Regions from separate parts of the Anser cygnoides genome. Here region 2 is linked to region 1. The links are chromatin contacts, called in public Hi-C maps. All regions are on one chromosome and are shown on one strand. Each heading gives the region's core, a stretch centred on a gene start, on an enhancer-like site or on the middle of the called end of the contact. The rest is flanking DNA. Distances are from core to core; before and after follow the strand shown.

Region 1 (4,545 bases), core at 1,375-3,874:
TCAAATTATATCTGTAAGAATAATTCAAAATTGCTGCATTTCACATAACTTAATTATTTTGGTTTGCAGGTTTTGCACATTATCTAGTAAAAAGTTGGTGTGCTAGTATGTTAAAGCAATAATACGGTATCCAATCTCTTCATAGAACAGTATTCCTTTCTAACAAGGTAAACAATTTTATACCATAAAATAAAAAGACCGTGCTTGTATTCAGTATTTAATCACCATAATACTACTTGCTGCATAATGCGAAGTAAGGAAACAATAAGAGCATATAAAAGACAAGATTAGTTCTAACATTCATCGCATACCCATACATATTCATGCAACTACTAAATGTCAAAAAAGTTAAACAACCTATGTATCTTGGTATCTGGAAAAATAAAATAATAATAAATCCCAAGTAGCAAAGTACTAGCAGTTATGTTTATGTCACCACTATCGTGCTGTATGACAACTTAAACTCTCCTGGGCATCTTTTCAAGGAGCAGAGTTACCGTCAGAAGAAGAGACCAATAGCCTGCTCCAGTCTCCCACTGATATTGAGGAGGTATCAGCCACTGTTTTGTGGATGACCTGAGACTTGTGGCTTGAACCAAGGCAACACACAATGCTATTTGGGGAAGAACTGTCTTGCCCCTGTTTAGATCAATTTGCACTGTTTCCTTAAGAAGAAGCCTACTGTGCTTTTCTAAACCACCACCAATCCTAAAAGTCTACTGCTGGCTTCAGAACAAAATGTTGTTAACACAGCACGCAGGTAACAGATTACCTGATGAAGTAACACTCAATTTCAAAGTCATATTGAGTACGTTGTGCTCAAAGGCAACAATTTCATATTAAAGGACATTCCTCTATGGAACTCTTTTGACTTGCTGTCATATTGAGTCATTTTTATTGACCATTTAATTATCTGGGATTTGTTTTGCATACATCTTCTGTATTTCCAAGTATAAAGTTACCTACACACTAAACCAACACCCTTACCAGCATATTCCAGACAGACATTATTCCTTGCCTTAACAATTGGCACCATGCCTAGCCTCTAGCTAACTGTTATTTCTCCACCATTTAACCCAGGAATGCCAGGCTCCTTTCTTTTCTTCCTCACAACTTACAGCCTCCACAAACCACCACAACCTGTCTTTCTTCCCCTTGACAACCAGAAAAAAAAAAAAAAAAAATAATAATATTCAAACATAACACTTCAAAATTGTAATAGGCATCTTTTTTTTTTCTTGGATGTTAACATTGTTTCACAGTACATTGTCACAAGAAGAATCAGCATCTAGCAAAAATTAAATCATGCTTGCAAGAAACACGCTATAAATAGCCAACTCTGAGATCTATGGTTCAGCATGTACACTGATTAGATGAACACTTTCATCTCATCAGAATCTCCTTCTGGATTTAAGACTTTGGTTTGGCTAGGAATAAAACTGAAAAGAGGCTGCTATTTCCAAAATTATTTGATCAGTAAAATGAGTTATATGTAACCTAAAACTAGATAACTACAAAAGTAATATCTTCATGATGGTATATCCTCAAGTGATTGTAAGCATCCCAGAAAGAAACCAACCAGATGCAGTTCTTGAAGTGCGGTGCCCGAACTACTTAATTCACAAATATCAGGGCTCTTGTGACTGACAGAAACGCACGTTTCTCCCTTCTGCACACCTATACCTCGCCTGGCTGCACAGACGCGCTATACAAAGGGATCGGTGCACAGGCGGAGAGATGGGAAGCAACGCAGCGACTCAGACGACCGACAAGTGCCAGAAGGCTGTCAGTGGCCTGCCGCGGGGGGCACGGGTCCCTTTCGCTGCAGGCACTGAGGCGCAGGATCGCGGGGAGCCCCTGAGGGAGAGGGGGCTGAGGGGAGGCGCCAGTCCCCGAGCGCGTCGCCTTCGCACCCAGGCTCAGCCGCGCAGGTCTCGCTCGCTGCCGCCTGAGGAGAAGCGCTGAGGCGGAGACGCCGCACGCTGCCCGCGCAACTACGGCGGCTACACAGCCCCCCCCCCAGCCCTTCCCTTACCAGGCGCCCCGCGGTTCTGCAGCTGCTCCGCAGCGCGGTCACGGCCGCCATCTTAGCCCGGGAGGCACCGGCCGCCGCCCCGCACACCTCCCACCCGGCAGCCAACCCGCGCGCAGCCACGCGAGCCGCAGCCAACCGGGCGGCGGGGCCGGCAGCGGGGCGGTGGCGGCGGGGTCGGGGCCAGGGGCCGGGGCCGCGCTCCGTGAGGGAACGGCACGGCGACCCCCGGACCCAGCGCCCCCGGAACTCCCGGGGGACAGCCGTTGGCGGGGCGAGGGGCAGCGCCAAGGGTCCGGCCGCTGCCGGTACTCTGTAATAAACTTTCGAGAGGGGCCCCGTGTGTGTGTGCGCGTCCGCGTTCCTGTAACGATCCCAACACTGAGACAAGCCGCACGGCGGGAAGTCCGGCCGCTCCCCGGCCTGATCCGTCGCCGCTCTGGCTCCGGGACAGGACGGGAAGGGACGGGGTGGCTGCGGCGGGTAGGAGGGCGCTGTCCCTGCCCGCTACGCGGCCGCCCGGGCGCTGGGACCCGGCGGCGGCTCCTCACGAAGCGGTGCCGCCCCCGCCGGCGTTCTCTGCGCCTGCTCCAGCGCCGCCGCCTGGTACTGGCACCGGCACCGGCGTCTGACGGCGCGGTAGCGGTCTGGGGGTGCTGCTTCGCTGGGGTCTCGCCGTCCTCGGGGCCCGCTCCGGCTCCCCTCGCCGCCTCTGCTCGCTGCCAGCCATGGATGGGGACAGGGTGGAGATAGACGGCGGGATCATGGAGGGGGTGAGCATCCGCGCCGGGCTGGGCAGCGCTGGGCTCCGCTCGCCTCGCCCCGCCCGCGGGCAGCGGGGCCGGGAGCCGCAGCGGCTGACGAGCGCCGTTCCCCCTGCAGGGCGGGCAGATCCTGCGCGTGTCCACGGCCCTGAGCTGCCTGCTGGGCCTGCCGCTGAGGGTGCGCCGGATCCGCGCCGGGAGGAGCCAGCCCGGCCTCAGGTAACGGCCCCGCCGCACGCCAGCACCCCCGGGGCTGCCCCGGGAGGGCCGCGCCGGTCCCTGGGCGCTTTCAGGCGGGGGCGAGGCCCTCCTCCGGGAACGGGGGCACAGCCTTGGCGGCACACCGAAACGCTTCCAAGGGCAAAAGTCACGTATTAGCAGTGTTTTAAGCAGCCTTTTTAAGCAGAAGGTCTTGCCTGTGGCTCACTGACGTGGAAGGACCGAGTGCGGAGAAAAGCTAGAACGTAAAGAAGGCCTATCAAAGCAGGCAGACCTGGGATACACTTTCCTTTTTGCCCTCTCCTTCCTCAGGGCAGTTTCCTCTCCCTGGCTCTGGCTTGCTGCCAGGAAAGGTGAGGACACTCCCTCTGTCTCCACCTGTCAGGCTGCACAGCCTTAAAAGTGCCTGAAAAATATTTTCAAAGGTGAAGTAGCCTGCATGGTGTGAAACAAAATATAATTAAGATCATATAATGCCTCACTGAGACATTAATCACTGAGTATATAGTATATATACCATATAAAACGTTTTGTATAGTGTATATTCTATGCAAAACAGTTTGTATGCTATCTGTATGTCCCAGAGTAGTCATCTTTATTTTGAAAGCTACCAGAAACGTCAGAGACACGTTACTTGCATTTCTCATCTTGATTTAATAACTGGCATTATTCTGCCTAGAATTGTGCTCCTTCATTAACTCAGATAATTCGTGACACCCTTCTTGACTGACATCACATTTGTAAGACAAACACGGAGGTCAGAGTCATCATTTATTTAGGAAGAGTTTTAATTACAACTAAGGGAAACTGATCCCTTAGCATTTTTATATATCTGTAGTTTTTCAGCCTTTTTTTTTTTTTTTTTTTTTTTTAAGATTATTGGGCTTTAAACATATCCAGGAGAGATATGAGCTTTGAGGTAGTTAATTTAGGCTTACTGAAACAGTCTTGCTTATCTGTGCTACTGTTCTATAACTGCCTTGAAAGTAGTCTATAGAATGGTATACAGTGGGTTTTGCTGTATTTCCCAATGGTTCTCATGGAAGGAAATTCATATATTAAGATGGGCTTGACAGTCAATTAATAGTCTAGTGGAGGGCCACAAAGATGATACGGGGCCTGGAGCATCTTCCCTATGAAGAAAGGCTGAGAGACCTGGGTCTGTTCAGCCTGGAGAAAAGAAGACTGAGAGAGTATCTCATCAATGTGTATAAATACCTGAGGTGTGGGAGACAGAGGGATTTGGCCAACCTCTTTTCCGTGTTTTGTGTGGACAGGACAAGGGGTAATGGCCACAAGATAGAGCACAGGAAGTTCTGCCCCAACATGCGAAAGAACTTCTTCACGGTGAGGGTGACAGAGCACTGGAACAGGCTGCCCAGGGAGGTTGTGGGGTCTCCTTCTCTGGAGATATTCAAGGCCCGTCTGGACACCTACCTGGGCAGCCTGCTCTAAGGAACCTGCTTTGGCAGCGGGGGTTGGACCCGATGATCTTTTGAGGTCCCTTCCAACCCCTTCAATTCTGTGATT
Region 2 (4,545 bases), core at 1,067-3,566, 130 kb after region 1:
CAGAAAGATACTGACAAAACTATAAAACTGTAACCCTACCAACACCTACTTTTACTTCCCCAATAACACAAATTTCCTTGAAGATGGGAGTGAGAAAAGGAAGAAAGCTTGAAATCAGATATGGTTTTACCACCAAATATTGCATAACTGATAGCGATGCATGCTGCGTTACAAATATCAATGGAAAGCTTAGTACCGTTTATCTAGAAGAGCTAGGTTATTATACAGGATGCATTCATACCAGCCAGCAACTGTCACTTAGTTTCTACTTCATATTAAGTTTTACTATTGGAGAGTACAACAGGAAGAGTACTGTTACTGTATCAAATATGGATGATACCTTTAAAAAGGTCCCAATAGATTAGGAACTATGGATTCAGAAAATATACCACAAATTATATGTCCAAAGTCCCTAGAAGATAAAGGAAATGTGACTTCCTTCCATTATCTTGTAAATATACATGGTATTATTATACATTCTGGTGTGTGGTTAATTGACACATGGATTAAGGAATATATTTATTTAGTTTCCTTCAGTGATTGTTACAGAAAATATTTGCAATCCAAACAGTAAATTACAAAAGTTAACTTTGAAGAAGGATCATCAGGATCTCCTTTAGAAGACAATGAAGATTCAGAAATGCGTGTAGAAAATAAAACCCAGAACTTTAAGATTTGCATAGAAGATAAGCTAGAAACAAAGGATGATTAGTTTACACCTCCACAGAAGCAACACTGAAGTCACTGGAGTAGGGTACAGTTGATGCTTGTAAGTTTTTCAACACATGGGCAAAAAAAAGTTATGTTTAAAGACATAACTAGAACTTTTTCTTGTTCCACTAGAAAAGTCTTGGTACTGCAGCAAATCCTTTGTCAAGCAGCTATAGCTACCATCATGGATGGAACAGCTGAGCTGGGAACACAGTGTACAGTGACAACTCTGTGACCACAGCATAGGGCTATTACTTTATTTGTTCAGTGTAATTATTTCATGTCTCTTAGAAGTACTCTAACTACACTCAGTTTAACTGTTGACCTTCTACATGCTGTCAGAATCTTCCAAACACACGGGGCTTTAACTTCACAGAATACTTTCTCTGCTGTTCTAAAGCTCCAAAAGCCAACAGGAAGTGCTATATCAAAACCATTAAAATAAGTTGCAGATGTTCTTCAAAAGCAAATTTAAGCTTTGCATTCTGTGATTCTGTATGAAAGGTGATCATTTCATACGCTTGATAAAGGAAAACACATAGCAAAAAACTTTTGTGGAGTATGAATATATGAAAGTCTTCTATTAAAGACACTGTTTACAAGGCATACTTAATCTAAGAGATCTTTTCCACCTTATAAAGCAATCTTACAGAGGTCAACTATTTTACCCTAGCTCAACTACAATTTAACTGGTCTTGTGAGCTTTTTTTTTCCTATTTAAAAAAAAAAAGTTAAACTAGCTTCAGACAGGTTATATATATGTTCAAGCTAACTTATACCAACACTTCATCAAAGTAACTAATAGGGGAGTAAAAGTACTCTACAGAATACCGAAGAAGCAATCCCTTTTAACATACAAAACGCAACAGATGAAAGCACTTACTTTTCATAGACCAGTTCCTCATCAGTACAGAAGTAGTGGGTGTTCACCGTGCTCTTGGGTTTATTCCGCAGAGTGGCGAAGTACAGCCGGTCTGAAAGACAGTCGGGGGCTGCCCTCGGACCGGACCCAGAGCCCGGCGCTGCGGCGGGGGGGGTCCCAGCACGGCCGGGGGGCAGGGGAGGGGATCCCCCACGCGGGCAGACACCCTGCGAGCAGAGGGGAACCCAGCAGAGGCGTAGCAACAGGTGCCGGCCCCGCTTCTTGCCGGAAAAGAGAGGAGGAAGGAACTACTTAGGCGTTCCCCGCAGCAGCGGGGCAGGCGACTCGCGAAAACCGCAAGGCGAAGGGGGGCAGAGCCGAGCGGGCCCCCGACCTCCCCAGGCTGCGGCAGGGCCAGGACGGGGCATAAGCCGGGGCTCCTTCCCGGGGGGTCGGGGCCGGGCCGGCTGCCCGGCCGCACTCACCTTTCACGAACTCGGAGGCTCCCCCCAGCACTTCGGCGGCGGCCGCCACCGGCTCCATCTTAAAGAGGGCGCGGAGCAGCGAGGCGCGGGGCGGCTCCGAGCTCATGGCGGCCCCGGGCGGCGCCGGGACGCGGTGGCCGGGAAGCGGCCCGCTGCCCGGAGGGGCCACCCGCTGCCGGCAGCGCCGCAAGCCGCATAAGAACCGGGGCGGAGGCGAGAAGCGGCTCCGGGACGCGGCGGGCGGGCGGGAGAGCGCCCGTAGGGACTCGGGCTCCGCTCCGCCCCCAGCCCGGAGCCGCCCCCGGATAAGGAGGCAGCGGGCGGTTACCAGGCGACCGGCGGCGCGCTAGCAACAGCGGCACGGGGCCTTTGTCTGCACCGGCCCGGGGCTGAGCCGAGCCGAGGCGGGCGGCCGCCCTTAGCCCCCCCGGCGGCTCCGCCCCCGCCCCACCGCGCAGCGGCCAGGCGCCCCGCGGCGCTTCCTTCTCCTCGGCCTGCCCCGGGGCTGCCACTGCGGAACGCCCCCGTGGGGCAGGGCAGCCCCGGAGGCGCCGCGAATACTTCAGCGGGGGGCGCCACACGGCCCGGGCGGAACCACCGCCGCCGCCCTGCCCGGGCTGGGGCGTTCGGTTGCGGGGTTCCCGGCCCGGCCGTCTCCGCTCCGCCGTCTGGCCTGATGGACAGGCAGCGCCGCCAATCCAAAGCTGCTCTGCCAGCCCTCCGGCCAATGAGCGGGGCGCTGAAGAGACGGCCGCTCCCGGGCACGCCCCCCGAGAGGGTCTCGCCCCGGCGGCGCTGCCTTCCCGCCTCCTGGCCTCGTGCCAGCGGCCGCGCCCTCAGCTCTGAGGGGACCGAGGCGTCGCGGAAGGCGTCCGGCGGTAGAGGACTGCGACATGCGGCTCCGACACTGCACGAAGCTCCCAACGCGCTAGGATGAGTTGAGGGCTCTCCCCGAGAAGTAACTGAGGGGTTAAGCAGCGGTGAAATGTTTCACGTGCGCTGCCAGGGCTGTGGTAACACGACAAGAAGGCACCCGTGGCTTTCTGCTTGAAGAAAGATTTGACTTCTGGCAGTTGATTCAGAAAAGCTGAATTAGCCTGTTGGCTGCAATTAACCTCCTGACAGAGAAACAGAAGCATTAAAAGCATTGGAAATGCCTTTCTTCCACCCACCCCTTCCAAAAGAACTTGTAAGTGCCAAATAGAGCAGACTGCTCGTCTCATTCTCACACCTATTCAAGAAAAAGGTAATAAAAGTGAGGTAATCTGTTAAAGAAAAATGATGCTATTCTTCCCCAGAGGAGAGAAAAAAAAAGTTGAAATACCTTAGAAAGACGTAATAATGTAATATGCAGCTCTGAGGTCCACATTATTATCCCCATCTTTTCATAACGTAACCTAGAATCACTCCCAGTTCACATACTTAATTCTAGTGTGCTTGCAGATGAGGCTAAACAGGAGTGTAAAACACTTTTGACTCTTCTGTTTTTAATCTAGTGTCATAAGCACATGATGATACTTAAAAACTTTAAAAAGTGCTGAAGTGAAAACACTTTTTCAAGTATTTATTTTTGTAGCTGCTTATTTATTTTTGGTATTGGTTCTAATTATTTTGTACCTGCATTCTTACATTGTTCTTTTCTTTTTTTCTTTTCTTTCTTTCTTTTTTTTTTAATAGCTCCAGAACTAATATTCCTAAGTATCACTCTCTTTGAGTCTGGTCCTATGAGCTTAAGCAAGGAATTTCTTTCTTACTAGTAAGTACTATTCTGTACAACATACTTGCAAGACTGAGACTGTAGCCTTCAGTAACACCACATTAAGTAAAGGTTGCTGGAGGGTATTTGCTTTCCATGGAAATCAATGTGTTTATCTATGTTGTTCTATATGGCTTTCTCTTGTATTTTTACCTGTAATTAAAACAAATACTCAACTCTTTATTTACAAGCAATGTCTTGGAGTAGAAATTCTCTACAGGGCAATATATCCAAAACCATACATTATTTTTACTCAAACTTTCATTACAGGCCAATGCAACACACATTTCTAAGTGCACGCCACATTGAGGGGAATATGCATGAGCAGTCTCAAGTTAGCTTTAACTAAGGTATCTTGGGCAACAGAAGCAAAGATGGAGCTGTTTAACAAGCTACATTCCCAGTATCTAGAATCCCTAGATAGTTTATGCTTAAGCCTGTTCCTTGTAAACATATCTGGCTAGGTTAGTATATCTAGAATGCATATGTGACTGGAAACTGAAGACCCCCTCTCAAAAATTGTTTGCAGACTTACATACCTTTGGCAAAATAACAAATGTTTTGGTTGCATACAAGCTTTTCATTAGTGGCAGTTAGCTAGAACCCTAAGCATAGAAAATACTCTTTATCTTTCTCTTCCTCATGTAAAACTATATCAAATAACCTCCATGTTTTTTTTTTTCAGTTCCAGCATTCTCTCATAGCTTTTATAGTAGGCTTACACCTTTTAA

Evidence for each region. A called contact is a pair of places that touch in the nucleus more often than the background predicts.
Region 2: a contact with region 1 is called in a Hi-C map of liver, with 4 times the contacts expected there. The contact joins the promoter of CDC14A here to the promoter of RTCA in region 1. A contact is called at or near these places in 4 of 7 Hi-C or Micro-C datasets (granulosa cells and liver).

Annotation. Positions count from the first base shown.
Region 1 is chr8:4,297,393-4,301,937 of Taihu_goose_T2T_genome, forward strand. It overlaps RTCA (RNA 3'-terminal phosphate cyclase), which reads left to right and starts at 2,625. Exons shown (of 11, transcript XM_048067237.2): 1 at 2,625-2,805; 2 at 2,915-3,015. The coding sequence starts at 2,761. It overlaps DBT (dihydrolipoamide branched chain transacylase E2), which reads right to left and starts at 2,234. Exons shown (of 11, transcript XM_048067214.2): 1 at 2,036-2,234. The coding sequence starts at 2,086.
Region 2 is chr8:4,430,421-4,434,965 of Taihu_goose_T2T_genome, forward strand. CDC14A (cell division cycle 14A) reads right to left here and starts at 2,317. Exons shown (of 17, transcript XM_048066986.2): 1 at 2,059-2,317; 2 at 1,595-1,685. The coding sequence starts at 2,164.